Linked DNA regions of Mus musculus: all the other regions are linked to region 1. A link is a contact called in public Hi-C, HiChIP or PLAC-seq and promoter capture Hi-C data. All regions are on one chromosome and are shown on one strand. Each heading gives the region's core, a stretch centred on a gene start, on an enhancer-like site or on the middle of the called end of the contact. The rest is flanking DNA. Distances are from core to core; before and after follow the strand shown. Region 1 holds the start of Plk1 (polo like kinase 1). Region 2 holds the start of Uqcrc2 (ubiquinol cytochrome c reductase core protein 2). Region 3 holds the start of Zkscan2 (zinc finger with KRAB and SCAN domains 2). Region 4 holds the start of Lcmt1 (leucine carboxyl methyltransferase 1). Region 5 overlaps Arhgap17 (Rho GTPase activating protein 17). Region 6 holds the start of Mettl9 (methyltransferase like 9). Region 7 holds the start of Slc5a11 (solute carrier family 5 (sodium/glucose cotransporter), member 11).

Region 1 (3,384 bases), core at 572-3,071:
CTGATTGCTCTACAACTGAACAGTATCATCTTTTAAGTTGTGTGTGTGTGTTCATGTTTGTGCCTGTGAGCACAGGCAATCACATAGAGATCAGAGGACCTCCTTAGAGACAGGCCCTCTCTCTCATTCCACCTTGTTTGAGGCAGTGTCTATCAGTTGGATAATATGAGCTATCAGCAAACATATGAACCCAGAAGCTGCAGTAGCACAGAGCATAAAAAGGCTGTTGCCACATGGCTGGATGACGTGAGTGTAGTCCCTGAGACCCATATACCTAACCTGCATGGTAGAAGGAGAAAACTGACTCTCCTGCAAAACTGACTCTCCTGCATGTTCTCTGACACGCAGAAGCGTGTGCGCATGTGTGTGCGCGTCTAGCCTAGAATTCAGAGGCCTGCCTGCCTGTTTTCCCCAGCACTGGGATTGAGGGTGCATGCCCACTCCTGGCAAGCTTAAGTTTTTGGAGACAAAGCTCTGCCTTATTCAGAAAGTACAATCGTTACCCAGAGACTGGGAAAGACAGCAGCACTGCCATTTTTTGCTCAATCCAGCAATTGGATCTTGCTAAGACCCTCCTGGGGGAACTAGAGCAACAACAGCTTCTAACGGAAGGTATCACTTAAGTGCCCAGATAGGCAGGGGGGCAAAGAGGGTGTCTGGGAACAGTGACCAGAGCTGGCCGTTTTTTTCTATGAAAAGCCACACGCCTGCTCTGTGTGGCCACTCTTTTTACATGTTGTAAATCCATTTTTTTTTTTTTTTCGAGACAGGGTTTCTCTGTATAGCTCTGGCTGTCCTGGAACTCACTTTGTAGACCAGGCTGGCCTTGAACTCAGAAATCCGCCTGCCTCCCCAGTGCTGGGATTAAAGGTGTGTGCCATTACGCCCCGGCTCATTTTTTTTTTTTCCTAAGTGAAGGCTGAACGGACACTTCGGCAGGGCAGACTTGGCCTTGGTATACCGGCATGCTAGCACTCTTCTAACCAGCTACCCCCCCACCTCTGACTAAAAAATTAATTTTTTCTATTTGGGGCTCTGGGCCACACAACTTGGAACAACCCAGGTAACCTTGCATCGCGGGGCAGACGTCCGGTGTTTCTTACATATCACAGGGCATAGGAATCATCTGAAGGTCTTGTTTGACCGGCAGGTCATGCCTGGGAAGTTTCTTTCCTTTGGGGTTAGTGGAGCGGTAGCTGAGGCTGATCTCGGCTAACTTGTAATCCTGAACCCACGCCCCTCCTTTGCCTTCTTAGGGAATTCCAGGTGCTGCAGATGCTGCTGGCCTCCTGCGTTGTTCAAGAGAAGGGTTGAGTTACTTCTCAGGGGCTGGGAGCCCCTAGTGCCACAGAGGAGATCGGTCCGTTGCGCCGTGAAGGTGCATCTGCCTGCTGAGCTTGCTCAGTTTTGGGTTTATTTAGGCTAGCCGGGGAGAGGGCTGTCCACCGCGGAGGCGGTGCACTCTCAAGCTACCGGTTGGCCTGGAGTTTCAGTTCTAGAAGGCCGGGTCCGGTGGAGGAAGGTGTTAGATCTTAACAGTTAGGAGAAGCCCCTGGAGGAGGCGCAGGTGAACCACATGAGCACGCCCCAGCCGAGGAGCAGAAAGCAGGACAGAATCCTGTTCTTCTAGGGATCTTCACGTAGTTGCTTCGTTCCTGGTTTCCCAGGCAATCCTGAGCAAACGCAGTCCTCCAGTCCCTGCCCATTAAAAATTTCGCCGGCAAGATCGGAGTTTAAAGGCGGCTGCGCCGTAGAGCACTCCCATGGTGCCGCGCGCTGGGCGGGTTTGTATTTTAAATCCCCGCGGCCAATCAGCAACGCGCAGGCCCTTGTAACGTTCCCAGCGCCGCGTTTGAATTCGGGGAGGAGCGGAGCAGAGCAGGACCCTCTGCACCGACTCAGCCAGGTTCGTGGAGCAACTTCGGCATCATGAATGCAGCGGCCAAAGCTGGAAAGCTGGCTCGAGCACCAGCCGACCTCGGGAAAGGTGGGGTTCCGGGAGATGCAGTTCCCGGTGCCCCAGTGGCCGCCCCGCTGGCGAAAGAAATTCCGGAGGTCCTAGTGGACCCACGCAGCCGGCGGCAGTATGTACGGGGGCGCTTTCTGGGTAAAGGAGGCTTCGCCAAATGCTTCGAGATCTCAGACGCAGACACAAAAGAGGTGTTCGCAGGCAAGATCGTGCCTAAGTCTTTGCTGCTCAAGCCCCACCAGAAGGAGAAGATGTCTATGGAGATCTCAATTCACCGCAGCCTAGCACACCAACACGTCGTAGGCTTCCATGACTTTTTTGAGGACAGCGACTTTGTATTTGTAGTTTTGGAGCTCTGTCGCAGGAGGGTGAGTGTTTCAGTCGCAGTGCTGGGGCTCCCACACCTGGAACTTGCTGACAAAGGGGCACCGAGGTTTTGGAGTGACCTAGAGGAGTGGTTGGGTTTCAAACTTTTATGGAAAGGCTTCTAGCGAGGGTACTTGGCACTCCGAACTGCTGAGGCCGGGGTTCTGGGGAAACCGAGACCAGATCCTGTTGCTATTAGGGATGGAGCTCCCAGACGCAAGGCAGCGAGTCGGTACAGGAAATGGATTCATAAAGTGGCTAAGGAAGGGTCCCAGGCTTGGTGTGCCACGCACCTCTAACTTCCGGAGTGGGGCAGGGTCGGGGGAGGGGGCGGCTGTTTGGAGTCAGATTTTAGAGCTTTCAGGAAAGGGAGGGAATCTCCTGCCAGGAGGAAGCCCTGGGTAGGGGAGTCGAGAGTGGGGTTGAGAGAAGACTCAGGAGAGGGTCTGGTGAATGATAGTGACCAACCAGTGTATGGGTAGAACTATCAGAAACCTGCTAAGACTCTCCACTCCGAGCGTCTAGTCCTAGCCACATCCAGCTAGCCACTCTTCTTGGACTTCAGTGACCTCTTTCTCCCTCCTCAGTCCCTCCTGGAGCTGCACAAGAGGAGGAAGGCACTGACCGAGCCTGAGGCCCGCTACTACCTGCGACAGATAGTCCTGGGCTGCCAGTACCTGCACCGCAATCAGGTCATTCACAGGGACCTCAAGCTGGGCAACCTCTTCCTGAACGAGGATCTGGAGGTGAAAATAGGTGAGGTGCTGGGCCTTCGGGTGTCTGGTGTCAGGGCAGGAGGGGACAAGGAGGGGAAGGTGAGGAAATAGAGATGCTGCCCTCTAGTTAGGAAGTGGAAAGTGTGTGTGTGTGTGTGTGTGTGTGTGTGTGTGTTTGTGTGTGTGTGACACTTTCCTTGCCTTTTTTTTAGATGCATTGGTGTTTATGCCTCAACTCAGTAGTTTTGAACTTGGGGCCCCTCCCCCAAATGCTTCTCTATAACCTAGCACTGAGCCAGACCCTCAGCCAATTTCAGGTCTGGACTTACGCTG
Region 2 (3,384 bases), core at 506-3,005, 1.5 Mb before region 1:
TTTACACAATGGAATACTACTCGGATATTAAGAATGAGGACAATCCTGAGTTTTGCAGGCTAATGGATGAAACTAGAAAGTATGATCCTGAGTGAGGTAACTGAGACCCAAAAGGACATGCATGGTATGTATTCTCTAATAAGTGGATATTAGCCAAAAAAGTACAAAATACCCAGAATACAGAACTCAAGAAGGTTAACAAGCCAAAGACCCAAGTCCTCAATCCCACTTGGGGGGGAGGGGTAGAAAGCATTAGGAGGGGGTGGGCAGAAGGAGGGACCTGGGTGGGAGAGGGGACAGGGAGAGGAAAAGGGGAACATGATCAGGTATTGGGGTAAGGGAGAATCAGGAGTGAAGCTCTGAGAGCCAGCAGAAAAGAATAGAAACCACCCCCCTCAGATGGGGGGACCCTCAGAGACCTGGGAAGTGAAAGACTCTCAGAACTCAAAGGGAGGGACCTTAAATGAAATGCCCAACAGTGGGGAAAGGGAACTTATAGAGTCCACCTCCAGTAGAAAAGCAGGACATCAAGTGGAGGGATGGGGTTGCCATCCCACAATCAAAAACTCTGACCCAGATCGTCCCTGTCTAAAAGAACTGCAGGGACAAAAATGGAGAACAGACTGAAGGAAAAGAGGTTCAGTGGCAGGCCCAAATTTGGATCCAGCTCAAGGGGAGGCTCCAAGGACTGACACTACCCTCAGAGAGGCCCAACAAGCAGCTGACTGAGACAGAAGCAGATAGTTACACCCAACCATTAGACTGAAGTCGGAGACCCCTGCGGTTGAATTAGGGGAAAGACTGGAAGAAGCTGAGGAGGAGGAGGGCAACCCCATAGCAAGACCAACAACAGTCTCAATTAACCTGAACCCCTGAGTTCTCTCAGACACAGAGCCACCAACCAGGCAGCATACATGAGCTAGTCCGAGGTCCCAACATATATACAGCAGAGGACTACCTGGTCTGGCCTCAGTGGGAGAAGAGGCACCTAACTTGAGAAACGAGGCCCCAGGGAGTACTGAGGCCTGGCGGGGGCATCCTCTTAGAGAAGGGGTAGGAGGAATGGGATGAGGAACTGTGGGAGGGGCGGACCGGGAATCTGGCAACGACTGGACTGTAAAAAAAATAAAAGTAACCAAAAACATTTTTAAGCAGCTATGCGGCTTCATGAAAGCAGTGGTTCCCGAATTAGTCTCAATCATAGTGTAACACACGAATGATTTGTGCCATATGTCTGTATCACCAACAGTTAAACATTTTTAAGTACAATAGAAGACTATATTAAGTCCCTGATTATACACACACGCGCAAATTTGCGCGAGAAAATTTCACGAGATTGAGTCCTTGCTGGTGACGATCTCCTTGCGGCAAGGAGACCTACAAGTGTGTCGATCTGTTCGACGAGACATTCGTCCTGCCAGTTTCTGTGAACTCGGTCACCAAGTTCGCGGTACCGGGAAGACTACAGTAAAAGTGGCGAGGGACGACCTCCGAGGAACAGGGAGTGCCGACGACTCCCGGACTTGCGAGGACTCACGGGCAGGCCCAAGACGGCTGGGGTGACTGTGACGGCTGCAGACGCAGCTGGGATTACAGGCTGCATGTCTTTTGCAGAAAAAGAACTCAGAAAGGATAACCTACAAAAGCTGCAATCTAGTCCGGGAGACCTCTAGCCTCTCCCCAGGAGCTGGGCTCGTCCCGCCTACCGGAGCAGTAGAGCACTGCATGCGTAGAGGGCCGCCGGTACAAGGGGGCGTGGGCAAGCTCGCAGTGCACACCGGGAAACTCGGTCCTCCGACCCCATCTTGCTTTGCTGTCTGCAGCGGTGACCGTGGGAAAGGGCAACTGCTAGAGCCATGAAGCTCCTCAGCAGGGCCGGGTCCTTCTCGGTGAGCATGGGACGTGCGTGGGGCAGGGCTGGGGACGCTTGTCGGCCACTCAGGAGCTGGGTGCGGAGTGTGCGGCCTTGGCCTCAGGCCTGGGTCTGCCCTTCAGGTAAACCCCGCGGAGAAGGGGGCTGCCAGCGAGCCGAGGCCTGGGAGGCTCGGCGGGTCCTGTGAGCAGCCGAGAGCTAACGCGGGGAAAGCGGAAGAGGAGGGTGGCCTGGAGAGTGGCGGAGAAGCGGCTCTCGGGAGATTCCTGAAGGTCACTCGAGAAGCAGGTAGGGTGTAGGCCAACGCCACCCGGGCCGCCTGCTTCCCCTACCTACGACCTCTGCCCCTGGGTTGATCCCGAGGCGTCGGTTTCCCCAATGCGTGCGAGTTTATTAAATTCACAAACGCGGTGCGCTGCTTATCTCAGTGCCGGCACCTTCGTTCCTGTCAGTACTCAGTCCCCGCATTCCTTAAGATGCTCGTTTTCTCGGGGTCCCATTTAAAGGCTTCCTCCAGGAGGGGCTCTTGATCTTTCTTCAAGACTAGCCCTAAAATATGTAGTTGTCACTTGCGGTGAGGAGAGGAGTACCTCATGTGTGTCAGCACGTTATCACGCTGGAATCGTGGTTTTCAAGAGATGAGAATGGGAGCATTTAAACTTCAACAAGGGCTAATTTGCCCCTACTAGCCGGTCACATGCGGAGCTTTTTATTCGTAACCACCTGTTGAGAGAGTGCTTCTAGCATCTAGAGGTCAGCGGTGCAGCTAGACATCCAACCATACAACAGCAGCCCCTACAGCACAGTTACAACGCGGAAATGCCAGGAGTGTCTGTGTTGAGAGACGACTAGACAGTGATACACCAGGCCTGGGCATAGTGTTTCCTTGTGCTTTATACTTACATATATGTGTTGTACAAATTTAGGCTGCAGTTGTATTCCTTGTGCCTAGACAGACCAATTGCTAGCAGTCCTTAGAGAGCAGGACTTTCCATGTGTTATTAAAACAAAGTAGAAATTGTATCTAAGTCTTTCCTGAAAGGAACCCAAAAGAAGCAGGAGATTTTAAACTTCACTACCCAAAAGCACAGAAGTGGAAGTGTGGATTATTCATATGTGGACTGTTACACTTGGATGTTACAGGAATTACATCTTGGGCACAGCTAAAAATTCACAGCTAAAAATCACAAGTGGCTGCATATACCTTATCCAGCAAACTAAAATGAAAATGACACAGTTAATTATATTCATAATTTACAAGCAGGACTGAAGGGATAAAGTAGTAATTCCATGAACAGGTGAAAACCAGCAGCCAGATTAGCCCAGCACTGACTGAGTGTTCAGCATACAGCAGTCTGGGCAGTGCCGAGTAGGAGCATTATAGAACTTTACAGGTACACTTGACAACATGTTTAGTGGATCTTAGCATCATGAAAGTGTATTTGCTTGCATGTCCATTAGTAATCCTGTGAACCCTAGACATAATTGGAATATCTTAATAGCTTTATACC
Region 3 (3,384 bases), core at 361-2,860, 1.3 Mb after region 1:
AGTGAAGAATCACAAAATCAACTCCTGAGCACACCCTGTGCAAGGTGAGACTGTAAACCTGTCAGACACTGAGGACTTCACACGGTTAACAAGAGGGCGCTGAGAATAACTACAGACCGGCAAGCAGGGACATAGAAAAATGATGATCTGGCCGTTAAACTGGATGAGCGCGGAGGAGCACGGCACAGAGAGTATTTCACAGGACACCTGCTGGAATGGTAAGGGTTAGGGAGGGCTCTGGAGATCCATGAGATCTCCCTCTCCCACCAAACCCTGTGAGGCATTAGCTATTTAATACTGTCTCTATCGTTTTGGTAGAAACATTATACTGAGGATTAGAACAAACAAACCATACTTTTAGTTTAATTTGCAAGATCATAGTTCAACCAAAATTCTCTCCTCCATTTAGTATGAATTTCAAATCTGCTTTTTGGGGAATTTGGTTTCCGGATCTTTTAAAAGTCCCATTTATTTCTATAATGAGCTCTTCTTCCAGAAATGTAGCCCTGCCCACCTGCCTTTCCCACCACATCCCTTTAAAATCCTCGCTCACCTGCTTTCGAAGTCTTCTGGTCTCTTTCTCCAAATGCACTACTAGGGCCACCGCCTCCTCTCCGCTTTCTGGACATTGCTTCTGCGCCCAGGTCTGAATCTTCTCAGGCAGAATGGTGAGAAACTGTTCGATTACCAGCTGCTCGAGGATCTGTTCCTTGGAACGCATTTCTGGCTTCAGCCACCGACAGCAGAGTTCCCAGAGTTTACTGAAAGCTTCATGGGGTCCTGTCACATCCTCATAACAGAACTGCCTGAAGCATTTACGGAAGGACTCACATTCAGTGCTGCCTGATCTTTCCAGAATGGGCTCCGATACCCACTCGGAGTCCTTTTCCACTTTCATTATGAGGCACTCCTCAACTTCCACGTCGATCTGAGGGTTCATGACAGTAGCCATGATCCAATGGGGCCAACAGGTCTAGCTCCAAGTCAGGGCCCAGAGAAGCTTCCGAGTGCCCTCCACTTAATGCCCTTGGAAATATGGGACCGTAGAGACATAAAAGACAGCAGTTAGCTGGGACAAGGAACTCCAGGCTGATTAATCAAATTTGTACAAGGCTCTTGAAAGGGTGAATGTGCACCCACCCCAAAGTCTGCAAACCCGGCCTCTTATCCAATCAAGATGCGCCCCCTCCCATGAGGTTCTTTAAGGTGCAAGGTCGGAAAGACCTTAGGTTAGAAGCTAGGCTGGAAGGGGACCCAGGGGACTGATGCTGGGCGGAGGCGCCGATCGGGAGGGGGTGTGTCCGCGAGGCGCGGCCAGCCCTGGGGTCCTGGTCCAGGTCCAGGCCGCTGCAGGTGCCCACCAGGGGCGCGAGCGCAGGAATGTCCGGACTCGCAGCGGCGCCTGCAGCGCTCGGGGTTCCTCCGCACGAGGATGCCGAGAACCTCGGCCAGAGGGGAAGAAGCTGCGGGATGAGGCTAGGCCTCGCGGGGGGCGGCGAACGGCTGGCGCGCTGCCCTGTCAGCTCCGCCAGCGCAGAGCGCGGGGGGCGCTGGGAGCCGCGGCCACGCATGCGCCGCTCGCGACCGGGGTCCGTGCGAGGCTTCCTCGCGGGCAAGGAGGGGGGCGGGAAGGCATGCGTGGAGGAATCTCGCGAGAGCGCGCAGCACCGCGACTTGCCGCCGAGGGACTTTAGGAATGAGGGTGAAGGGAAATTCTGGGCGGAGGGACACGCTGAGGTCTGATCCTATTCCTCCAGAGATTGTGAAGCAGGACGCGAGCTAGCGTCCTGCCTCAGGCCAGGCAGACGTTGCGGGAGGCTGGAGTAATTTCTTTAGTGGAAGGGGTGCGCGCGTGTGTGTTGGGGTTGCGGGTGGAGGGACTTCTTTGTGACAACTGGCGGAGGGATTACAGTCAGCATCTGGCTGTGCATGGATTGCTACTGTCTGGGAGCCTTGGTTGGAGCCAGGACTCCTGAGGAAGGATGTGTGGCTAGCTCTGTTCAAATGTATGGTCAGGAGAAGGCTTATTTTCATTTTGGGGAATCTCTTAATTACCCAAGGCTCTGAGGTCTGAGTAGCCAACGGGCTATCTGGGACCTAATAGGACCGGGCCTAGATTCCCCTACTGCTGCAAAACTTCATAGCTAGATGTCTCAGAGCCTGCTGGCTCATAAATGTCTGTCCTGTAAGTGCCTACTTTGTGACAATGTTTTAGGCTCTTGGCATCGTTAGTGGGCAGCACAACTCTTATTCTCAGAGGCAGGTAGCTTATTAGAAAACAGACCAATGACTTATTTCTCAAAGGTTTTGCCATGATTTGGCTAGTTCTAGCATCGAAGCGGCATAGAGAATACCATAAGGATAAATGGCACGGCATAAACTGAAGGAAGGTCAGAACGGAATAATCCGCGGGTGCATCTAGTTAGTATCTGCCACGGGAGAGATGGAGCCAATACACAGCCTGTTTTAATTGCATTTAAAGATAGTATTATTGAGTACTGGTTTCTTACCAGACATGGTGGTAGGTGATAAGCAAAACAAGATCTCCTATCATTAGTAGTTACAAATAAAGTTCTGTATACCTGGGGTGAATCCTTCCAAGAAGAGAAACACATTCAAGATTTGGTTTAGGTAAGAGGTCTGGGTGAATTTCTTGGAAGAAGTAGTACTAAGGATGAGATCCAAAAGACAGACCTCTAGTGGGGATTGAGCAAAGACTGGCCTTCACAAGAATCCCATAGAGAGGATGAGGTTGTCTCTATTTTAGAGTTTAGGGCGCTGAGACCTCAGTAAGGGTGGTGCAAGCGCTAAAGGTGATGGGGAGTCATGGGATGAGAATAGGGTCTTTTATGTACATGGCCCTCTTGTTGGTATTAAGCCAGGTGCACATCTCAGCAGCTCAAGGTCACAAACTTGAAGGCTTGTTGGACTTAGGGAGATTTACCATGAACTGTGTGAAGGAGAGTATAAGATAAGAAGGAGCTGGGTGTGATGGCACATGCTTGTAATCCTAGAACTTTGGAGGTGGTGGAGGCAGCAGGATCAAGAGTTCAGGGTTGTTCTTCACTACAAAGCAAGTTTTGAGGCCAACCTGGGCACACGAGGCCCTGTCTTAAAAAGGTTGCTAGTTAACTATTATGTTTACTTGAGCACCAGTGTTTGTGTCTTGAGAGCAGAAGAGCACATTTGTCAGCAGAGAAGTGAATCCACACACAGGTCAATAAATGCAAGCTGGAGACATCAGAGAGTGGTAATTTTCTTAAGACTCACTAGGGAATGGTAGGTTCTATTTCTCCTTGTAGGTGCAGCCATTAGTCTAGTCTCTTGCTGCTAGACTGGGAAAATGGATCAAGACTTACCAGATCAGGCTAATTAAAGGAGGCT
Region 4 (3,384 bases), core at 334-2,833, 1.2 Mb after region 1:
TGCCTTGGTTATGGTATCTTTTCACAACAATAGAAAAATAACTAAAATAAACTGCAAGCCAAAATAAAGTATATTGCCCTTTAAGTTGCTTTTGTCAGGGTAATTTATCATAACCCCTCAAGATTAGCTTCAACGACACTTCAGAACTCCAGTTATTCCTTTCGCCATCTCTCCCTGAAGTATCAGTGGTTACTTGTGTCTCCAGTGAATAATAAATAAAACAAAATATATGAACATATATAGGTTGATTTGCTGTTTTCTTTTTTAAGGAATTGAGTCAGTATGTAGCTCAGTTGGTAGAATATTTTCTAGATTGCACTAAACTCAGGGTTTGAGCCTCAATAGTGTACAAATTACATGTGGTTACACATACCTACAATCCCAGCACTGGAGACGTGTAGGCACCAGAAGTTCAAGGTCATTGAATTAGAAGTTCAAGGTCATTTTTGGCTACACAGTGAGTTAAAGGCCAGGCTTCATTATAGGAGAACTCATCTAGTTTTTCTTTTTTTAATTTGAAATATAGTCTTGCTATATTATCCAGGCTGACCTCCAACACTAGGCTCAAAGGATCCTATTGCTCTCGCTTCCCAAACATTCTCTCTCTCTCTTCCTCTCTCTCTCTCTCTCTCTCTCTCTCTCTCTCTCTCTCTGTGTGTGTGTGTGTGTGTGTGTGTGTGTGTTTCTGAGCTCAGATCCAAAAACCCTGGAAAGGGTGGGCAAGTGTTTATCACTGCCCTATCGCCACAGAATTTTTATGGGTATGATTTAGACTTCTTAAAGCTAGAGCTTATCCCTTCCTCTCTCCCAAACAACAAACAAAATAGAAAATAACCCTTCAATTTTATTTAGAGTTTTATAGTGATCCATTATGGAATACCTGTAAAGTACACTGCACACGCACAATTATGAAACATATTTACTCATTTGAGAAACTGTCCTCCCTCTGTCCTTTCACTGGTTTCTCTTCCCCCACCTTCCCCATTCATGTCACCTAAACCTTGATTTCTATTCACTTGTTCCTCAGTCCCGCAGACTATTTTGATTACATCTGTTGATTCTGAAACAGAGTTCAAGAAATTTTGTAGCCCCATCCCCAATTTACTCTCATGGTTACAAAGTTTTCCATTTTGTTCTTCACAACTCTCTCTTTCACAACTTTTTCCCCCTTTTCTTTCTGAGAACCCTACTCCCAGGCGAGCGCTCTGAGCTATGTTCCTAGTCACTTCCTAACATCTCAAAGGCATTGATTAGCACAGGACCTGACACAGTGTTGACTCCCCGACTAGAAGTTTGTTACAGTGTTGAATGATCTAAATGGAGACAGAAAGTTAATACATTAAACTTGCTTCTTTTGGGTGGACTCTCTGCCCTTCAGCCCTGAATTGACTGTGTTTGTAAGTTACTGAGCGACAAGAAGCCACTAAGACTACATTTCCCAAAAAGGATTGCGGCGCCACCAGCATGTCCGGGCTCTCTAGAAACTTCCGGGTTGTGCGGGCGGAGCCTAAAGAATCCTCCAATGGTCTGACTGGACGAGGAACTTGGTCCGACAAACGTCATGTCCCGGGAGCCAGTCAGCTGAAAGGTGGGTGGGCGGTGCGGGGGCGGCGTCACTGAGCAGCGCCCGCCTATCGCGCCTTATCTTTGCAGCTTTAGTCGGTGCCTGTTTCTTGCCTCTTTCCCCCACTGCTCGTTTCCCCGTTTCCATGTCCCTGGTGGGTGCCGCACCCCAGAACATCCCACGCACATGGCCTCCAGCTCGAGGGAGTCCTCGTTCTCTTCCTGCTCGTCGAGCTGTGACTTGGACGACGAGGGAGTGCGCGGCACCTGCGAAGATGCTTCTCTCTGCAAGAGGTGCCTGGGGGCGCTGGGTTTGGGATGGGAGCTGGTGTCCCGAGCCTAGGTGGCTAGAGGGCCACTGACCAAGGCATACGCTAGGACACTGGGAAGGGGCTGTCGCACTCATCTGGAGCGGCCCTGGCTTCACACCTGGGAAGTGCACGGAGCAGGGAGAGGTTCATTTAAGTCACAATTAACGAGTGTGTGTGAACCCGGGGTACCACGACTGGGAGTAAGGCTCTGAACAAAGCTTGCAAGATCTTAGCCTTCAGGAAAGACAGGGTGTGTTGCAAGTAATAACTACAGCTTTGCTGGGTTAGAAAAGGAACTTTGCTTGGTAGGTTACAATCCTGTTGAAATTGGTCATTATTCCCCATTGTGCAGCTGAAGCTCAAGTCTATGAGGGAGGGGTAGATTGCAGGTCCCAGCACCCGCAGTGTTTGTAGAATCAGCACTATACATAGGTCACAGTATTTATGGAGTTGTAGTAGGTGGTGGTGGTGGGTCTTGTCAGTGCACAAGAAAACATAAAGCTTGCATGTCCTTCATTCCTGCAACAAAGCTATTGAGACAGTACACTGTGCCTTACTTTGAGCTAATTGGTAGGGTTTGCTTTCAGTGATTGCAAATACTTAAAGGAGCAAAACAGACATGGTGTTGACATACTAGACTCACAGCCTCGTTGGGAGGAGCAGTAAACTCATACTTTAGTGTTGGGCTCTTGGAGATGTCTTTAGAGTTTGAAATTTATCCAGGGATGTTTAAACTGGCAAGAAAAAGCCTGAGACAGGGAAGTAGGACAATGTTCAGAACTAGGGACGAGTGTGGGCTTTGGAACAATTAGGACAATGCCCTGGAGAGAGGCGTGGGCTGGGGGCCAGAGAGGTGTTATAGTGTGGGGAATACAAGTTTTGGAATGAAGTGTTGCACTCTTTGTAGGGTCTTAGAAACTAAGCAATGGGATTTAAAGCATCAGTCCTGGAGCCAGACTGCCTAAGCTATATAAACTTGGGCAAGTTCCTAATGTGTATGTGTGTGTGTGTTGGGGGCATGCATGTGTGGGTGACTACCTGTGCATCCTAGAGGAGGATGTTGGGTATCCTGCTCTATCGTTCTGCCTTGTTCCCTTGAGATAAGATCTCTCACCTTTTCAGCCAGACTGGTTAGGTAAGGAGCAAACCTTAGAGACCTCAGCAGTCTTCCTGCCCCCAGCCCCCATCACGGGTTGCAGGTGCGTGAAAAGCCATGCCCTTCTTTTTTATTGTGCTGGGGATCCAACTCAGTCCTCAGGCTTGTACAAAAAGTGTTCTTACCCACTGAGCCATCTCCCCAGCCCCCTAACTTTTTTTTTTTTTTTTTTGCCTTAGATTTCTTGTCTCTGAAGTAGGGGCTGGGGAGAGAGCTTAGTTGGGAAAGTGCTTGCTGTGCAACCATTGTGACCTGAGCTCATATGCCTGTAACCCCCATCCTGGGGATTGGGAACAAGGGGTTCCCTGGAGCTCCCTGACCAACTTGGTCTAGCTAAATTGGCAAGTTCCAGGT
Region 5 (3,384 bases), core at 417-2,916, 1.2 Mb after region 1:
TCAAGTGTTCTAATCTGCTTAGCCCTATCCCACCCCAACCTCCCACCACCTCCCCAGGTAGGATTTTTCTTGTAGTTTTTCTAAAGCCCTAAGATGTCTCCCTGGAACTCTCAAGTCCTCAGAGCAGCACTGTGGCTCCCTTCACTCCCTTCACTGTGGCTTCCCTGTCCCTGGACGAGGTCTGGGGACATTCAGCCATCCGCTTATCTTTCATTCAGCCTACTTACTGAGCAAGGAGAAAACATAAGTATTTCCAAACTGGTTGTGAGCCACCATGCGGGTGCTGAACTCAGGACCTCTGGAAGAACAGCCAGTGTTTTTAACCGCTGAGTCATCCATCTCTCCAGCTCCTAGTACTTCCAAACTGGATCATTCAACTTAGAAAAGCAGAGTTTTGTAGTGCACAGTAGCCTCAAAGGGAAAGCTCTAGCTGGTTTGACAATCCTCCCATGGACTGACTCGTGGGCTGACTTATAGCAAAGCTACTGTCATGGTGGCACCTGCACAACAAATGCCACTGTTGAAAATGCCCATGCAGTCTCCAAGATGATCACTACTACATAAACAGGTGCCTAGAACATCTGCCACGGGACCCCCAGGGCTTCCTGGTCAGACTAGAGACCCAGAAGTCCATCCACACCATCATAGTAAGCTGTGTGCTGCCGTCAGTGACCACTGCTGGCCAGACTGAGGCACTCTAGCATCTGAGAGCAAGCAGCCATCCCTCCTCCTGAGCACCGAGTGCAGAATTTACCTGCCATGCAGCAGGGACTGGGGAGATCCTCACTGTATGACGGACGGGTGCCACCAAAACCTGACTTTTACTTCAAAAGAGGCAGTAAAACAATTCCAATGTAACCAGGCAGAAGAGCGGCTGTGGCACAGAGGACTGCCTTCCCCAGCAAAACCCACGGCCACTAACACAACTAGGGCAGTACTTTTCAAAATGAATGTGTTTAAAAATGAGGAGGAACGAAATGAGCATGGTGGTGTCGGCCTATATCTCGTGCTCACTGGGGAGGCAGGAAGTCAGGAGTTCAAAGTCATCCTCAGCTAACAACAATCAGTTTACTGCCAGCCTCGGCCTCAGTAAGATCGTGTATCAGAAAACCAAAAGAGTAAGTGCACCTATATTACTATAGACGTTTAACTTCTAGATTAGAGAGGAGGGAAATCATCCCTCGCTCCTGTCACTCCACACTGCAGGTGAAGCTACTGTTATCAACTTACACATCCTTCACTCGAAATCTAAACTAGTGATTCCCAACCAGAGGTGACTGTCCCCTTACCACCACCCCAACCTCCCAGGGACATCTAGTGTGGACTTGCTGTGCTGGGAGTGCAAGACGACCTCCACTCACCGCATCACACTGTTTTCTCCTTACCAGTGCTGACCAGGGGCTGAGTTTCCAGCTGCATTAGCGCCCACTGCTGCTGAACACCCTGCCACACACTGAGGGCTTAGAGGATACAAATGCATTATTAGCTTGCAATTCTAGAGGTCGAAAGTTCAAAGCAGCACTCGCTGGGCAGAAACTCAGGGTCAGCACTGCCAGGCTCTTTTCCGGACAGTTGGAGGAGAATCCACTTCCTTCCTTCCCCAGCTCCTGGAAGCCACCCGCATTCCTTGGTCCTTTCCTGTACTGTGCAGGACAGCAGCAATGGACACCCTGTGCTTTTCTTCCCAGTCACAGCTTCCTATCAGGACGCTCAGTGACTCCCTCCTTCCATGGCTACCTGAAAACCCAGTGTCACTGCTCCTTCTATCTACGTGGAGCCTTGGCTCCCCTCTGCCATTACAAAGTCATACATGCACAAGTTCTGGAAACTACCGTGTGGACACCTGTAGGGACAGCAAGTATCCTTTTGCCAGCCACAGGCCCTAAATATGAACAGTGCCAAGGCTGAAGAACCCGATCCCAGTGATACATTGACACACATATAGAATCATGTGTATGTGACAGCCATCCACACAGGTCTGACAGGCAGACATACCTGAGGAGCATCCTCATAGGTCAGAGCCCTCAGGCCTACCTTGTAAATACCTGTATGTGCCCCTGCCTGTTTAAACACACTGAGGCCACTACATGAAACTAAGGCAGTGCTTCCCAAGCCCCCCTCCCTGTGGAGTCTACTTGACCATGACTAAAGACGGGTCCAGGGTATCAACACCCATATCACAAACCGTTCTGCCAGGGCTGCAGGAGCCCTGTAAGAGCCCTACTGAGAGCGGAGACACCACAGCTAAGACAGCCGGTGTATCTTAGGCACAGAAGAGCTGTCTCAGCTGGTCTCTCCCTCAATTCTTACATCAACTCCATGAGGTAAGAGCTTCTACCAGATGAGCAAAGTAAGGCTGTGGAAGGAAACTTGCCTATGGCCACCCTATCAGAGGCAGAGACTCTGATTCAAACCCAGCATACTTCATCCTGCAGCCTTCTCCTTGTTTATCCAAGGGTTCAGCAAACTACATCTGCAAGCCAAAGCCAGTCAGAGAAGAGAGTTTTTATTATTTTTAAATAGTTTTTTTTTTAAAAGAGGAATAATGTTTTATAGCACTTGAAATTCAAATGTCAGCACGTGCGATCAGGTGTGTGTGCATGCTCGCACTTGTGTATACATGCATGCATACATATGCATGTGTGTGCACATGTGTATGTTTGTGATGGTCACTGTTAAAACTTTAACTTGCCACAACTTGAAATCACCTGAGAAAGCCTCAGCTGAGGAACTGTCTGGATCAGGCTGATGTGTGGCGTGTCTGTGGGTGATCAGGCTGACGTGTGGCGTGTCTGTGGGTGGTCAGGCTGACGTGTGGCGTATCTGTGGGTGGTCAGGCTGACGTGTGGCGTGTCTGTGGGTGGTCAGGCTGACGTGTGGCGTGTCTGTGGGTGATCAGGCTGACGTGTGGCGTGTCTGTGGGTGGTCAGGCTGATGTGTGGCGTGTCTGTGGGTGGTCAGGCTGATGTGTGGCGTGTCTGTGGGTGATCAGGCTGACGTGTGGCGTGTCTGTGGGTGGTCAGGCTGACGTGTGGCGTGTCTGTGGGTGGTCGGGCTGATGTGTGGCGTGTCTGTGGGTGATCAGGCTGATGTGTGGCGTGTCTGTGGGTGATTATTTTGGTTGATTGATACAGAAGAACCCAGACAGTTGTGGGCAGTGCTATTCCCTAGGCAGGAGATCCTGGACCACATACGAGGAAGAAACAAGCCTAGAGCAAAAGTGGCAGCAATGAGCAGACGACATGGGACATCTGTCTCTGCCTGCTCTGACTGTGCATTTGGAATGATCATCCGCTAAACTCCGCTTAACTTCTCCTCAAAGACAGACTATAATCTGGAATGTCAAACTAACTAAACCTTTTCCTCCACCAAGATGCTTTTTTC
Region 6 (3,384 bases), core at 242-2,741, 1.1 Mb before region 1:
ATAGAGTAGTTTGAATGTGAGGGTAATTTATTTTTTTAGGTGAGCTGCTCAGGCATAAAGCAAAATTTGGTAGGTGTCTTAGCTGTCAAGTTCACCCCAAATTCTTCAGATCCTATCAGATGTATCTTTGCTTCTTGTTTAGAGGATACATTTAGGATTGAAGTCTTGGAGCTGTGGTTAAGCAAGCTTAATCTTAGGACACAGTTTTCTGTATCCTTTGTCTTTAGAAATGAAATATGCCCGTTTATGCACTCTTGTTGTATCTCCTCTTTACTTAAAAAGGTGAAGACTCTGGTTTGATACAGAAGAGCTTTATTGGAACTCAAAGAGGGGACATAATACAGTCATTTACATTCACTATTATAGCTTCTTTTAAGTATGTTGGACCAGTACTTCTAGAAAGTTGAGCTCAATTTAGTAAGGTATAGTCTTGGGTTTAACACCCAACTTGGAGAGATGTCAGGGAATATACCAGAATGAGAGAAGACAAAGTATTTTGTTATATTCTATGCACATTAGGTAACAAAATATTCTTATTAACGAAAGATGGTAAATAGATACTTTAACACCTAAGGAGTTTGTGATAAGGAATGCCATTTCTCATCCAGGGGTCATTATTTCATAAACGGAAATCTCTTCAGTGTAGTGTGATGAAATTAACGTAAAGATAAATTTGTTTTATAATTAATTTAAAATTAATGTACAGAATCTGTCGCTGTCAAATGAAAAGCATATTCTAACAAACCTAGGAAGGTGTGAGTAGCTGGGCTAGGAAATATGCTGTAGCTTAGTAGCAACAGTTGAGACACAACGACATCTCATGACCCTCATTTTAGAAACATTGGGCTTCTTCCTGCTATAAATGATCTAAGAAATATCTGGCTAAATCTCCCCAGACCGAGCACATTTTAAGAATGTCTGGTCCAACTTCTATCAGCTTGAGAAAACATGGCAGCCAGGACTAACTTGCAAGGAAACATGGCAGCCAGGACTAACTTGTGGCCTTCGTTGTCCAGCAGATGCTATTTTCCATCACATTTCGTTGAGTGCTCCAGGAGCAACAGTTTCCAACAAAGGCAGAGCTTTCACTCATGAGGGCTTCACTAGACCTGTGACAGCCGCTTCTCAGGCTTGGGAACACCGGGACTGGGAGTGGCGGTGGGATTCTTTCCCCCTCGATTCTCTGCTTTGCAGCTATCGGGTGGCTTTTGGAGTTGGGAGTCAGGTTCGCTGACCCCAGATGGAAATTATTAAATAGACGGTCAAGACTGTAGCAAGAAGGGCAGCGCGGGTCTATCGAATAAACCTGGGTCTGTGTCAATGGGAACAATTAGGTCAAAGGTGTAATCGAGGGGCCCACAGGGTAGTTACTAAGGCAAGACAAGCCCGGAAGTCCTGCAGACCCCTCCTCGGAGGGGCCAGACTCTAGTAGCCCCTTTAGGAAGTCTCCCCCGGATCTTCCGCCATTATGAGTCCAGGCGGCGCCACGGAGGACGTGCACGCCCTCTCTCCCAACTCCCGGGCCTCCCGGTCTCCGCTCATTGGGCAGGGAGGACGCCCCTCCTGCGTTTGTACGTGCACCGGGTGGAAACACGACCTGGAGTCGTTGGCGTTCCGGGCTGGGAAGGGCCGCGGGGGACGTGAGAAGGCCGCGCGCCTGCCGCTCCTCCCCCGCCCCCCCTCCCGCGCCATCTCCCCCTCCCTCTGCCTCGGCCCCGAAGGGGGCTGCACGGGCGACTTGGCGGCGATGGCTCGAGCTCCGGCGGCGACGACGGTGGCCGGAGGCGGCGGCTCCTCCTCCTCCTCCTCCTGGGCTTGGGCCCGGCGGTGATCCGAGCTGGCGGCCGCGGCCCCCCGATGAGACTGTTGGCGGGCTGGCTGTGCCTGAGCCTGGCGTCCGTGTGGCTGGCGCGGAGGATGTGGACGCTGCGGAGCCCGCTCTCCCGCTCCCTGTACGTGAACATGACTAGCGGCCCCGGCGGGCCAGCGGCGGCCGCGGGCGGCGGGAAGGACACGCACCAGGTACTGGGCCGCAGCCCTGCGGAGCGGGGGCGTGGCGCGGCGCGGCGGGGCGCTCGGCCTTCCCGCGCTCGGCCGGGCCATTGTGCGGGGCGGCGCGCTCGGGCCTCGGCCCCGGCCTCTCACAAACTTTTCCCGGCCCGGGCGCTGGCCCCACGGCGCCTTTTGTTCGGCGGCGCGGGCGGGGGACAGCCTTTGCTGCCTGGCTCCCCGGGCCCCAGCGTGGGCGCCCCGAAGCCCCGCATTGTTCCCAGGCCGGCGGCGGCGTCCGCGTCCGCCCTCAGGACCCGAGCAACTTTGGGTAGGGCCACCCAACTGGCACTGGGGCCTGAGCAGAAAACTGCCCCAGCTCTCACCCAGCCAGCCTTCCTCTACCCCCCCGAGGGACAAAACCGAAAGCCGGTCTCTTTTTGTCTGGCCGAATCTCTGGATATACAAAGGGTTCTAAAGACATTAAACTGGGCCTCGTGAACATTTCGGCTGACATTTCCCCGAAGCACTTAAAAAAATGTGTTTGACAGGTCTGGGCTCCCAGCCTAGGAACTCTCCTCCCCCTCTGCCTATGAGACGTGTCCTTTCAACTTGGGTTTAGTGAGCTGACCAGAGAGGTTGGGATGAGGAGGAAGATGATGCAAGCTTTAAACGGAGAGGTTTAAAAAATCTGAACTGTTCAGCAGTGAATTCTTGTAGCTAATGAATGGATTGTGAGCCGTGGGGGTTCTACCGGTTGGATGGGGTTGGATGGTCTTTTCATTAGCTATTTGTACCACTTAAAGAAACATGCATGGGTCAGCTGTTGAATTAAGAGGGAGGTAGTTTGCATTTGACCGTAAGTAGTTTGTGGTTAACCTTGCAGTCACAGAAGAGAAGCCTTTGAATTTAGACAAACTTTGCGCTTTTTCTAAAAGCCTGAGTTTAGTATGTCTTGCTTTTACAGAGAGATGTAAGGAATGATTCCTTGTGTTATTTGGACCTCACCTTTTTATGTATAACAGCATTAAGATTTTATTTGCTATTAACTGGATTGTGTTGTTTTTTTTATGGTGTTGGGATGGAACCCAGGTCCTGGAAACTGTTCTACCCTGATCAATACTCAGACCTCATTTTCTATTTTGGAAGGAATCCTCGATTTTCATTATTTAAATTTACTAGTGATTGTGGCGTTTTAGATGCCCTTTTATGTAGTATTGTTAGGAGTGCGATAAACTTAGTATAACATCTTAAATTGTATAACCATGCTTATTGTCACAGACTATGTTATGCTGGCTCAGTGTCATAGAGACAACTCTGAGGTATACACTGTTAATTAAGTAGGATCAGAATGCCTCATGCCCGTGTGGAACAAGGACTTGGAAATGCTGTGTT
Region 7 (3,384 bases), core at 254-2,753, 1.1 Mb after region 1:
GTGTGTGTGTGTGTTGTGCAATGTGTGTGGGTGCACTCAACCATTTACATATGTGGAGACCAGAGGTGAATTGAGGAGCCTTCCTTTATCATTTACTACATGATGATGATGGTAATGATAATGATGATATTATTTTCAAGATGGAATGTTACTTTAGCTCTGGCTGTACTAGAACTCACTATGTAGACCAGGCAGGCCTCAAACTCACAGAGCTCTCTGCCTGCCTCTGCCTCTGCCTCTGCCTCTGCCTCTGCCTCTGCCTCTGCCTCTGCCTCTGCCTCTGCCTCTGCCTCTCTGCCTCTGCCTTTGCCTCTCTGCCTCTCTGCCTCTCTGCCTCTCTCTCTGCCTCTCTGCCTCTCTCTCTGCCTCTCTGCCTCTCTGCCTCTCTCTCTGCCTCTCTGCCTCTCTGCCTCTGCCTCTGCCTCTGCCTCTCTGCCTCTGCCTTTGCCTCTCTGCCTCTGCCTCTCTGCCTCTCTGCCTCTCTGCCTCTCTGCCTCTCTGCCTCTCTGCCTCTCTGCCTCACTGCCTCTCTCTCTGCCTCTCTGCCTCTCTGCCCCTGCCACTGGAATGCTGGGATTAAGACATGTGCCTCTACACCCCTCTGCCTCCTCATTTTTGAGACAGTCACTGAAATTGAAGTGTACTGATTGGTAGATGGGCTGGTCAGTGAGCATGCCATCCTCCTGGCCCCAAGCCCCTAGTGCTGGGGTTACAGACATCACATGGTACCGGGGATCCAAACTCAGGTTCTTGGGCTTGCACAGTCCTCCTCTTTTGTTTTCCTTTTAACCCATCCCATAGGATGCTGCTGCCCACATTGAGGGTAGATTCCCCTGGATAAACCTCTCTGGAAACACCCTGACAGACACATTCTCAGGTGTCTCCTAAGTGATTTTTCACCCAGTAACACTGACAGTGACTTCAGCGTAGCAGCCTGCAAATGCTAGGAATGAAATGAAACTGTTTGCAGCCCTGAGCAGCTGGAAGCCTCACAGCTCTTCCCCTGCCTGCCCTGGAGCCCTGAGCTGTGGGAGCTCTGTCCAGGGCTTGTTTCCTCCTGACAGTTAGTCTGGATGCTGTGTGTCTGTCCTGCCTTGGTCTGAGACTAAACACAGCTGCTGCTGCACTGGGGCTGCTGCTCTTCTGGGCGTGTCCCTTTTATCTCCTGCACCCCCTTCTCCCCCTGCTCCTCCAGCTGTCTTAAGGCTGCCTGCTCCCAGAGTGGAGGGGAGGCGGGCGGGAGGGAGAGTGAGTGAGCGAGGCAGCCCAGGACCCAGGCTCCAGTCTCCCCTGCCTCTCCAGGCCATGGGCCCCCTGCCAGGTAAGGGCACTGGCCAAGGCCCAATGAGGGCAGGGCAGGCCCCTTTCCTCACGGGGCCTGCTCAGAGTTCAAGGGTTCTGGAGAGATCATCCAGGCTTCCTTTAAACTGCTGCTGCAGCTGAGGCTAGAGTTTGGAGTTTGACCTTTGTGGAACCTTTCTCAGCAGCAGGCAAGAAGGCAGGGTCTCTGCTGTCCTCTGCTGCTCCCTGCTGCAAAGGACAGGACATCCCAGGGGTCTCCCTTTGCACAGCCACTGCCTTCGGCCTCTGAAGTCCCCGAGACCCTAGGGCAGTAGAGCCTGCATCCTGAAGAAGGTAAGATTCCCTCCTTCCTCCCTGAGACACCCACTGTCTAAACTGGGAAGCTCCTTGGGTCCGAGGACTGGATAACCACTCTGGCCTAGCTCTCATCTGAGAAGTTTCGTTTGCTCCTGGCCTACAGAGTGTGGTTTGGGGTGGTGTCAGCAGCTGACAGCATAGGCCAGGGGTCTCAGCTCTTCTACTCAGGAACACTGAGGCACAAAAGCTTCATGTTCTTTCTTTGTCAGATGAGAATTTGGAGGTCAGCCTGGCCCAGCCCTCAGGTGTGGCAGAGGAGTCTGCAGCGATAAGGAAGGGGAAAGCATCGCAGGTCCCAGGAATCTGGAAGGCTATCCTGCTGCTGTTAATTAGCAAGGCAAAGGCATGCCCTACCTGCACAGCCCACCTAAGGGGCTGGATCTCTTCCAACTGCACAGCTGCTAGGGAGGGTGGTTAAACAGATGTCCCTTAAGGCCACTGAACAACTTGTTCAAGGTGACACAAGTGAACAGGGCAAAGCTGATGGTCTGAAAGGATGGTTGATAGCTGATTCTGGAACTCTGCATTTGACAAGGGCTGCCCTTCTGGGATATTTGTTTGGAAGATTGGTGTTTATGGAGTGTCTGCTTTGGGGGCACAAGATAAGACGGGCTAGTTACCTCTGCCTTCCTTCTGCTCACATTACTGTGAGACAAGGAAGTACGGGAGAGTTCTACCAACCATGTGCTAGGTTTCATTATACTGTGAGCAAAATGCCATTTGATATGAAAGGGTCCTGACTTAGAATGAGGCCCGGAGAGGGCAGATGGGATCTATAGGTGGGACAGGGAATGGAAGCCAAGGACCCTGAGCTCGTAAGCAAGCTTTCAAAGAATGGATGGAAACAAGCAAGTGAATTGTTTTGTGTTCAGATTCTTCTCTGGCTTCCATAACAGGGAGAAATCTAAGGAGGAATCTAAGGAGGCAGCAGGCAGGAAGAGAGTAGCTCCTTGATCTGGGCTGGACATAAGTGAAGGTGGTTTGTTAGGATGAAGGTGACTTAAGGAACACGGACAGGTTCAAGGCATGTTTTGGAAGTAGAGGAAAATAGAACTGCAGGTGAATAGATGTGGGGAACTGAGAAAGACATGGTCAATTATTTGATAGATGCTTGCATGCTATGACATCTTTGGTTCTTAGATATAGTGGTTGGCACACTAGGATGCTCAGATAGTCCTTGTTGGATGTCTGGCTGGATATATAGGTGGATCATGGATGGACGGATGGACGGACGACTGATGGATGGATGGATGGATTCTTAGGGGTAGACATGTGGAAGGATGGCTGGGTAGACAGATGGATATATGGATGTACGAATGTACGGATGGATGAATGGATGGATGGATGGATGGATGGATGGATGGACATATGGATTCTTAAGGGTAGACATGTAGAAGGATGGTTGGGTAGACAGATGGTTATATGGATGTACAGATGGATGAATGGATGGATAGATGGAGGGACAGATGGATTCTTGGATGGGTAGACACATGGAAAGATGGATGAATAAACCAGTAGATAACTGGGGTTGTGGGTGGATGTGACTTAAGGATGCTTTGGGCTTCAGTTAGTGTCATAGCCAGAGTGTCAGAGGCACCTGCCATCTGCTGAAGAGCTTGATATCTGGCCTGTACTTGGTAATTTTGGACATCTGTGGGCATCTGTGAGAGATGCCATGTTGGCCTTTGAATGAACATGTCTGGGTTAAATAGATGATCTTGTGAC

Evidence for each region. Promoter capture Hi-C pulls out the DNA fragments that hold promoters and counts their contacts. A called contact is a pair of places that touch in the nucleus more often than the background predicts. HiChIP or PLAC-seq counts read pairs in DNA pulled down with a chosen protein or histone mark. Capture Hi-C pulls out chosen DNA fragments and counts their contacts.
Region 2: a promoter capture Hi-C map of erythroid cells shows a contact between it and region 1, with 7 times the contacts expected there. The contact joins the promoter of Uqcrc2 here to the promoter of Plk1 in region 1.
Region 3: a contact with region 1 is called in a promoter capture Hi-C map of neural stem cells. The contact joins the promoter of Zkscan2 here to the promoter of Plk1 in region 1. A contact is called at or near these places in 4 of 39 promoter capture datasets (the 3T3-L1 cell line, hippocampal neurons, liver and 1 more) and 1 of 115 datasets of contacts at active chromatin or transcription factors (embryonic stem cells).
Region 4: a promoter capture Hi-C map of adipose tissue shows a contact between it and region 1, with 2.7 times the contacts expected there. The contact joins the promoter of Lcmt1 here to the promoter of Plk1 in region 1. A contact is called at or near these places in 7 of 39 promoter capture datasets (the 3T3-L1 cell line, embryonic stem cells, erythroid cells and 3 more), 1 of 484 Hi-C or Micro-C datasets (pre-megakaryocyte-erythroid progenitors), 3 of 115 datasets of contacts at active chromatin or transcription factors (embryonic midbrain, embryonic stem cells and neural tube) and 2 of 9 other capture datasets (adipose tissue and macrophages).
Region 5: a promoter capture Hi-C map of liver shows a contact between it and region 1, with 2.8 times the contacts expected there. The contact joins the enhancer-like site here to the promoter of Plk1 in region 1. A contact is called at or near these places in 4 of 39 promoter capture datasets (the C10 cell line, liver, pre-B cells and 1 more) and 2 of 115 datasets of contacts at active chromatin or transcription factors (astrocytes and extraembryonic endoderm stem cells).
Region 6: a Hi-C map of CD4 T cells shows a contact between it and region 1, with 6 times the contacts expected there. The contact joins the promoter of Mettl9 here to the promoter of Plk1 in region 1. A contact is called at or near these places in 3 of 39 promoter capture datasets (the C10 cell line, liver and pre-B cells) and 1 of 484 Hi-C or Micro-C datasets (CD4 T cells).
Region 7: an H3K4me3 HiChIP or PLAC-seq map of embryonic limb bud shows a contact between it and region 1, with 5 times the contacts expected there. The contact joins the promoter of Slc5a11 here to the promoter of Plk1 in region 1. A contact is called at or near these places in 3 of 39 promoter capture datasets (hippocampal neurons and liver) and 2 of 115 datasets of contacts at active chromatin or transcription factors (embryonic limb bud and embryonic stem cells).

What each region holds. Positions count from the first base shown.
Region 1 is chr7:122,157,614-122,160,997 of GRCm38.p6, forward strand. Plk1 (polo like kinase 1) reads left to right here and starts at 1,822. Exons shown (of 10, transcript NM_011121.4): 1 at 1,822-2,337; 2 at 2,923-3,091. The coding sequence starts at 1,930.
Region 2 is chr7:120,633,434-120,636,817 of GRCm38.p6, forward strand. Uqcrc2 (ubiquinol cytochrome c reductase core protein 2) reads left to right here and starts at 1,756. Exons shown (of 14, transcript NM_025899.2): 1 at 1,756-1,889. The coding sequence starts at 1,857.
Region 3 is chr7:123,499,016-123,502,399 of GRCm38.p6, forward strand. Zkscan2 (zinc finger with KRAB and SCAN domains 2) reads right to left here and starts at 1,611. Exons shown (of 7, transcript NM_001081329.2): 1 at 554-1,611. The coding sequence starts at 952.
Region 4 is chr7:123,376,399-123,379,782 of GRCm38.p6, forward strand. Lcmt1 (leucine carboxyl methyltransferase 1) reads left to right here and starts at 1,584. Exons shown (of 11, transcript NM_025304.3): 1 at 1,584-1,857. The coding sequence starts at 1,751.
Region 5 is chr7:123,337,020-123,340,403 of GRCm38.p6, forward strand. The region is part of intron 1 of Arhgap17 (Rho GTPase activating protein 17); the gene reads right to left. Among named protein-coding and RNA genes, the nearest start is that of Arhgap17, 31 kb to the right of the region's middle. Within about 2 kb of position 1,667, at least 22 of the 459 cell types and tissues checked have an H3K27ac peak or open chromatin away from gene starts, as enhancers often do. A contact at or near this core is called in liver, where this site is marked.
Region 6 is chr7:121,032,954-121,036,337 of GRCm38.p6, forward strand. It overlaps Mettl9 (methyltransferase like 9), which reads left to right and starts at 1,492. Exons shown (of 5, transcript NM_021554.2): 1 at 1,492-2,022. The coding sequence starts at 1,858.
Region 7 is chr7:123,213,363-123,216,746 of GRCm38.p6, forward strand. Slc5a11 (solute carrier family 5 (sodium/glucose cotransporter), member 11) reads left to right here and starts at 1,504. Exons shown (of 17, transcript NM_146198.2): 1 at 1,504-1,635.